Linked DNA regions of Hordeum vulgare: region 2 is linked to region 1. The links are chromatin contacts, called in public Hi-C maps. All regions are on one chromosome and are shown on one strand. Each heading gives the region's core, a stretch centred on a gene start, on an enhancer-like site or on the middle of the called end of the contact. The rest is flanking DNA. Distances are from core to core; before and after follow the strand shown.

Evidence for each region. Hi-C and Micro-C count contacts between places; a contact is called where the count stands out from the background.
Region 2: a Hi-C map of seedling shows a contact between it and region 1, with 5 times the contacts expected there. The contact joins the enhancer-like site here to the promoter of LOC123443333 in region 1. A contact is called at or near these places in 1 of 6 Hi-C or Micro-C datasets (seedling) and 1 of 1 datasets of contacts at active chromatin or transcription factors (embryo).

The regions. Positions count from the first base shown.
Region 1 is chr3H:153,562,576-153,566,044 of MorexV3_pseudomolecules_assembly, forward strand. It overlaps LOC123443333 (putative ankyrin repeat protein RF_0381), which reads left to right and starts at 1,641. Exons shown (of 3, transcript XM_045119667.1): 1 at 1,641-1,829; 2 at 2,624-3,369. The coding sequence starts at 2,650.
Region 2 is chr3H:153,884,128-153,887,596 of MorexV3_pseudomolecules_assembly, forward strand. No RefSeq gene overlaps it. Among protein-coding and RNA genes, the nearest start is that of LOC123439716, 240 kb to the right of the region's middle. Within about 2 kb of position 1,719, at least 2 of the 3 cell types and tissues checked have open chromatin away from gene starts, as enhancers often do. A contact at or near this core is called in seedling, where this site is marked.

The DNA.
Region 1 (3,469 bases), core at 391-2,890:
ACTTGTATTGTGACGATGGGGAACAAGAGGTTGACATTTTGGCGGAGCAATTGGTTTTTATCAATGAGGTTACGTAAAGGGTCGAGGCACAAAAGAGGAGGCAAAGCATTCGCATGGGATTTACACCCAAGTGGAGGACAAACTGATTTGCAAGAGTTGGATGGAGATAGGCCAAGATCCCATGAAAGGTGACGAGCAAAAAGGATCCGTCTTTTGGACTATATTTCACAAGGACTTTCATGAGAGAAGGATGTTTGCCCCCTACTAATTTGCATGCGCGTGCGGCTTCAGTTCAATCCAAAAGACATGGGGGTTCATCCAGCAAGAGTGTAACAAATATTGTGCCATGCTTGAGAGCGTTCAAGCCCGTACCGTGAGTGGCCTAGGCATTGGTGACTTGGTATGAACCTCTCGTTTTTTGTCATGTGTCCATTCATGTTGGCATGCAATTTTATGTTTTCATGTATTTTGTGTCCTTCCATTTTACAAATGTGGCTGCATATTTGGTTCTATAGGCATTCCAATCTTTGGAAGCCTTCAAGGCTCGACACAAGAACAAGCCATTTACTCTCACGCATTGTTGGTCGCTCATCAAAGATTGTGCCAAGTTCAAAGACCAATATGCCGCTCGTAAGAAAAAAGGAGGGAAGGCGGGCATGGCCGACGAGGGAAACTATTGCCACATCCTTTTTTTCATATCTTGCATGCACAGCGGACGAGATGCTGCCGAAATGTGGACTCGCGTTGGACGCACGGCCGACGCATCCACAAATTCAGACTGATACGACTCCATCTCCATTGCCACCCATAAATGAACACAAAGCGGACGAAATGGACGTTCGTTTGGGATCGTGCATTAGAGTTGACCTAAAAACCATCTATTTAATCTTCTTTGTTATTCATTAGAGTAGTGGATTCTTAAAAAGCAATTAAACTAAAATTAACATAATTTGTTTGCATGTTATGGTCATAAGTGTGAATAAAATTTTGGTTGTTGAGGACACGACCAGCGCGCCTAGATATTGTCAACGAGGCCGAAAGCCAGCCTAATAGCCCCGACTATGGCGAACGGTCACCTTATTTTTACCACCATGGCCAGCATTTGCTGAACCTCTCTGTTGACATGTGCCTTTTGGCCGCGTATGTGCATGTTCATAGTCTGTCATACTATTTTTAGAGATTCATTTCGTTTTGTATGTAGTTCGTAGTGTAATCTTTATAAAGACTTACATTTAGCAATGTCAGTGCACTTGTAGTGATTCTAATCTATATTAATCTTAACCAAGTATTGTTAACCAAACATTGCTTATAATATCCTAACACGTTTTGCCTATAAAATTGTACTAAGCGCCAATCATTGAAAGTGCTCTATGAAAACGTCCTAAGAGCAGATCGTGTCTCCAAAAATTAATTATTGCTAGTAAAGGGATAAATAACTCTTTCCAACTGAAGAAAACAGATCCCAACACTGTCTTTTTCTAGCTTGGCAGTTATGACCAGACTTTTCTATGTTTGGCAGCCAGAATGAGATTTGCGTCCGAATTGCAGGTCCAAATCATTATCCTCTTTGGCTTGCCTCCTACCTTTCGGGTGGCCAGCAGGCATCGTTCTCTTCTGTCTGGACAAATCCGCTTCCGTGCGAACCAGAACGCCTGCAAGCTTCAGAGAACCGGCTAAGGCATTCCTGGCTGTAGAATAATACAGTAAGGTCTAGAAAAAGTGCATATATTATTGTGAAGAGAAACTAAGGTTAAATGGCCGGTTTGACGGAGCTTCATAGGATAGAGATACAGTAGAGTAGATTACTCTCAAGGCAGCGGCAACAGTAGGTAAGCCCAAACTTGCTAGTAATATTTTTCTCAAGTAGATCAATTAGTTAATCTTTTGTTGCACCCAAAACTTGTGCCTGCATTCTTGGTTCTTGCCGTAAATCCATTGTTCTTTTTGGAGGGAGGGAGGGAGGGAATGGACCTGGTCCCATTCTGCAGGCTTTGTCTTGCGTGCCTTTCTCTGAATTCTGAGCTTGAAAAGGTCTCGAGAGCTCACATGGCCCCGCTCGTTCCATTCCCCTTTCCCCTCCCTTGACGACCTGCCTCTCCCTCTCTTGTGGTTGTGGGGTTCCTCCCAGCTGAGCTGGCCACTCGAGACAAGCACGCGGAGGTGATCCAGTCCTCTATCTCCATGTATTCATGCGCTTGGTTGGTCCGAGAGACGGAGATGGAGATGGAGATGGAACCTCTGTCTCGCAGCTGCTGCTCCCATGGCCATGGCCTACGCCTTCCATGTCCGTATCTCTGACTCTGCTCTGAGGTACTCACCTCACCTGTTGCTCACTATTGAGTTAAATCAATGCTTCAACCTGCCCGCATCGCGCAGCCCAGCATGGGCAGTTCCCATTCTTAATAACCCCTTCCATAACTGATCGCACACGGAATAATAATTCTTTTCTTTGAAGCCGCCGCAACTGCCGAGTTGCTTTGATGTTCGATCAATCGATCATACCAGAAGAAATGGTTAATGGTTATTCAACCATTCACCGCCCCAAATTCGCAGTAGTTTATCCAGATTTGGCTTCTGTTCCGGGGTTGAGTTTGCTCAGCTTCCTCGTCTATCGTCTCTGCAGGTGGATTAACCAACCGGTAGCGGTCCATGGAGATGGAGATGGAGGAGTCCCACTTCCCGCTCCGGTGGGAGAGCACGGGCGACCAGTGGTGGTACGCCACGCCCATCGACTGGGCGGCCGCGAGCGGCCACTACGACGTCGTCAGGGAGCTGCTCCACCTGGACGCCAATCTCCTCATCAAGCTCACCTCCCTGCGCCGCATCCGCCGCCTCGAGTCCGTCTGGGACGACGACATGCGCTTCGCCGACGCCGCCGCGAACCGCGCCTCCGTCGCCCGCTGCCTGCTCCTCGACTGCGAGTCCCGCGCTCGGCCTGGGGGGAACCGGCTCATCCGGGCCGGCTACGGCGGCTGGCTGCTCTACACGGCGGCCGCGGCCGGGGACGCGGGCTTTGTGCGGGAGCTCCTCGGGAGGCAGCCCCTGCTGGTGTTCGGCGAGGGGGAGTACGGCGTGACCGACGTCCTCTACGCCGCCGCCAGGAGCAGGCGCCCGGAGGTGTTCCGGATGTTGCTCAACGCGGTGCTCTCTCCGGCTGGGGATTCGGGAGATACCCCTGCTGCTGCTACCAATCGTGGGGGGTACATGTTCAGGCGCGAGATGATGAACCGGGCAATGCACGCCGCGGCGAGGGGCGGTGACCTGGAGATCCTCACGGAGCTCCTGCAGGGTTGCTCCGATGCCGCTGCGTACCAGGACGCGCAGGGCGCCACCATCTTGCATGCCGCGGCTGCAAGGGGCCAAGTTGAGGTGATTCTGCTTCTGCTTCTGAATCTTGATGATATCTGACTGCCTCAGTTATATTTTGCCTATAATTGACATGTCGTTCTTTAGCCATATGTAATAATTG
Region 2 (3,469 bases), core at 469-2,968, 320 kb after region 1:
ACTAGACTGGTAATCATTATTGCAGTTTTATATGACGGAGAGGCATACGCTAACACACTTTCTGTACTTTGATCATATGCACTTATGATTGAAATTGTAGCAAGCATCCGCAACTACTAAAGATCATTAAGGTAAAACCCAATCATAGCATTAAACATCAAGTCCCCTTTACTCCCATACGCAAACAACTCCTTACTCAGATGTATGCTTTTGTCACTCTAGCCACCCATTATAAGCGAATCATGCACTTACTACAAACCCTCCAGCATGAATCTTCCACGTGTGCGCCTCACGGAAAGCACCTTAGGACATCACCAATATAAACCATGCAACTCAAATCAATCAAGATCATCAATCAACCCATAGGACAAAAAGGAACTGTTGAAACATCATAGGATAGCCACACATCATAGGATAATAATATATAGCATTAAGCACCGTGTTGAAGTAGCGAGTACAGCGGGATGCGGGAGAGTGGGCTGATGAAGATAGATTAGGGAAGGTCATGGTGGTGGTGATGACGGTGACGAAGTTCTTGGTGTAGGTTGTCGTCACGATGGTTTCCCCGACGACGCTCCGGCGCCACCAGGAGAGAGGGGAGAGAGATCCCCTCGTTCTTCTTCTTCCTTGGCCTCCTCCCTAGGTGGGAGGAGGGTTTCTCCTCTCGTCCATGGCCGCCATGGCTCGCGTAGGGCATTAGCCCCTCCGAAATTGGATCTCTCTCTCTCTCTATTTCTCTCCCCTTTTCGCTTATGTTTTCTGGCCCTTCACAGTTTCTTAAATACACAGAGATCCGTAACTCTGATCGGGCTGAAATTTTTAGGGGATTTTTATCGCAAAAGTATTTTTCTTGTGGACGAAGGAGAGCTTCAAGTGACTTAAGGGTTGGCCACAAGCCATTAGCCCCCCCCCCCCTCGGGCATCGTCTGTTGTTCATTTCGACTCTCACAATTCACATATATTCCAAAACAAATCTCCATAAATTTTATCGCGTTTGGACTTTGTTTGATATGGAATTTCTGCGATACAAAAACACACACAAAATAGGAAGTGGCACTGGGCACAGGGTAAGTAAGTTAGTCCCAAAAATAATATAATAAGTTGCCAAAAATATATGAAAGTTGTAGAATATTGGCATGCGACAATCAAAAATTATAGATACAGCGGATACGTATGAAAAATCCATAATGATCATACCCTACCGTTGGAGGCCCTAGCGGTAGGATATCACAGTCTACCGCCGAAGGGCGTGACGGTAGGGTGCACAAGAAAGTTAAGTTATTCCATGAGTCAGTGCGCAGAACTGCGAAATGCACACACCTACCACCAGAGGCCCTGGCAGCAGGTTATCAGAGCCTGCCGCTGCTTCCCCTGACAGCAGGGTTTGTGCCACGTCAGCAATAGGGCCGTTAATTAGACGGGTGCTGTCGTTAGCCTAGCGCCGGTGTACACTACGATAGCCTATGTAATCCTACTGCAAAGTGTGCTGGCGGTAGCAAAAGGGTCAAATCCTGAATTTTTTTGAACCGGTCAGATCTTGAAAAACTTCTTCAAAGGGGTCAAATCAAGAAATTTTGCCGCGTGGGGCTCGCTGTGTCACCTTCGAATCCGCAAGAATGCGGAACTACCTCGTCAGCCTCGGCTCCCTTGACTTCAGTGGCAACGAGATCACCCTCGAGCCAATCGAGCTTCCCGACCGCGTGCCACCTGTCTTTGACCATCTCATTGAGGACGAGGCTGCAAAAATCCCTCATGAGCTTTGGCATGATGTAGGCATCAGGTGGGCTCTTAGCGGCACTAGTAATGTCTGCTTTGTCGACCACTATTGCATCGAGGGGCAGGACTTCACGGTGGTCCACGCCCTCATCATGGTCAACCACCGCAAGCAATTGCTGGACTCTCTAGCGATTGAGCTACACCTGAAAAATGACATAAAAGTCATCAAGATCACCAGGCTCACCATAGTCCTCGGCTAGATGTCCCCCTGGACCAATCGTCGTTCTCCTATGACTCCAATTCCGACTCAGACTCGAACGACCGTCATGTTGACAGCGGCCACAACCCTTTCCACGTATCAAGTGGGTTCGACGACGAGTTGCCTTGCAGCCCACCGTCATCCCCAATTTTGGCACAGCGCCTCCTCCAGCCAACCACATCGGTAACTCCGCCAACATACCTCTCCACGTCTCGTCAGGCGATGACGACCCTGTTGGCCAAGCCCATCCCATCCTCACCATCTCATCCAACACTGACTCGGTCCCTACATCATAGCGGGTGTCGTCTCCAACGCCTTTCTCCACCATGGCCATCATCGACTCGTCCTCCACGCCTGCCAGCATCACACGACCAACGCCATGCCTCACCGTTGCTGTCCGGGGATTTCCCTACCCCCACCACTACCCTTGGCGGCCAACGACGCCCTCGAGCCTCCACCACCCTCCGCCCTACAGTTGTCGTCCGTGTTTCGCCAGTATGACATCTCCACTTCATCATCCCTCGACATAGACGTCTCCACCATCGCTTTCTCGGCTGGGGCATCCTCCTATGGTACGGTACCAATACAACCTTGTCTCTCCCCTACCTCATCCTATCAACCTTTACACAACTTACTATGCCCACTCCCACAATGGAACCTGCAGATTCTGTCCTCCATGAGTGTGTGCATCGCAAGTTGCATCATAGCGCCAAGCGCTTGGCGGACAAGACCAAGATCCTACACCAAAGCTCGCGCCTATCCGCCAAATAACCCAAAGTCTTCACCGACATGACCACCAAGGCAGTTATAGCTAGAGCCGGGCGCCTCATAGCCTCCGACGTGGCCAAATCTCTCAAAGATGCCTTTCATGACGCCTAGCTCGATGTTCCAAAAGCCCCGCCTATTTATGTCGCAGCCCTCACCAGAGGTTTCCATGCTCTACGATGCAGATGATGCGGTTGTTGCTTCTGTCGAAGCTAACGACAACAACAACGTCGGCGGTGCTGATGTTGACCCATGATGCGCTCAAACAACCACGCGTGCCCCCATGGTGTCCCGACAGTGACAAACCGTCCATATACCTTCCCTACATAGTGGTTCTACTTATTCCCTTACATGTGTGCTAGGAGCAATCTTCTGATGTGCTTCACCTCTTCCTTAGTTTTCACATGTTTTCCTTCCCTACCAGTAGCTTGGTCACATCTAGGTGCTCGTTGTATCGTTGTGAGGAGTACTACTCTATCTGTCTGTTTGTGGAATGTAAAAGCACTTGGTGATGAGTATAAAATGTGTTGATATCCTCTCCGCGATAATCAGTATCAACTCTCACTGTGCCCTCCTATAGGAATCAAAACTAAACGCAGCTGATGGATGCAAATTTCAATCCATGCTACCAGAATCTCTAGACCAAAAAAATCTTTCTACTGGCGGACAGATCGGCCGGAGGAATCGTTTTAGCTTTTAACACAAACTACTTCTCTTTAAACTCTCACG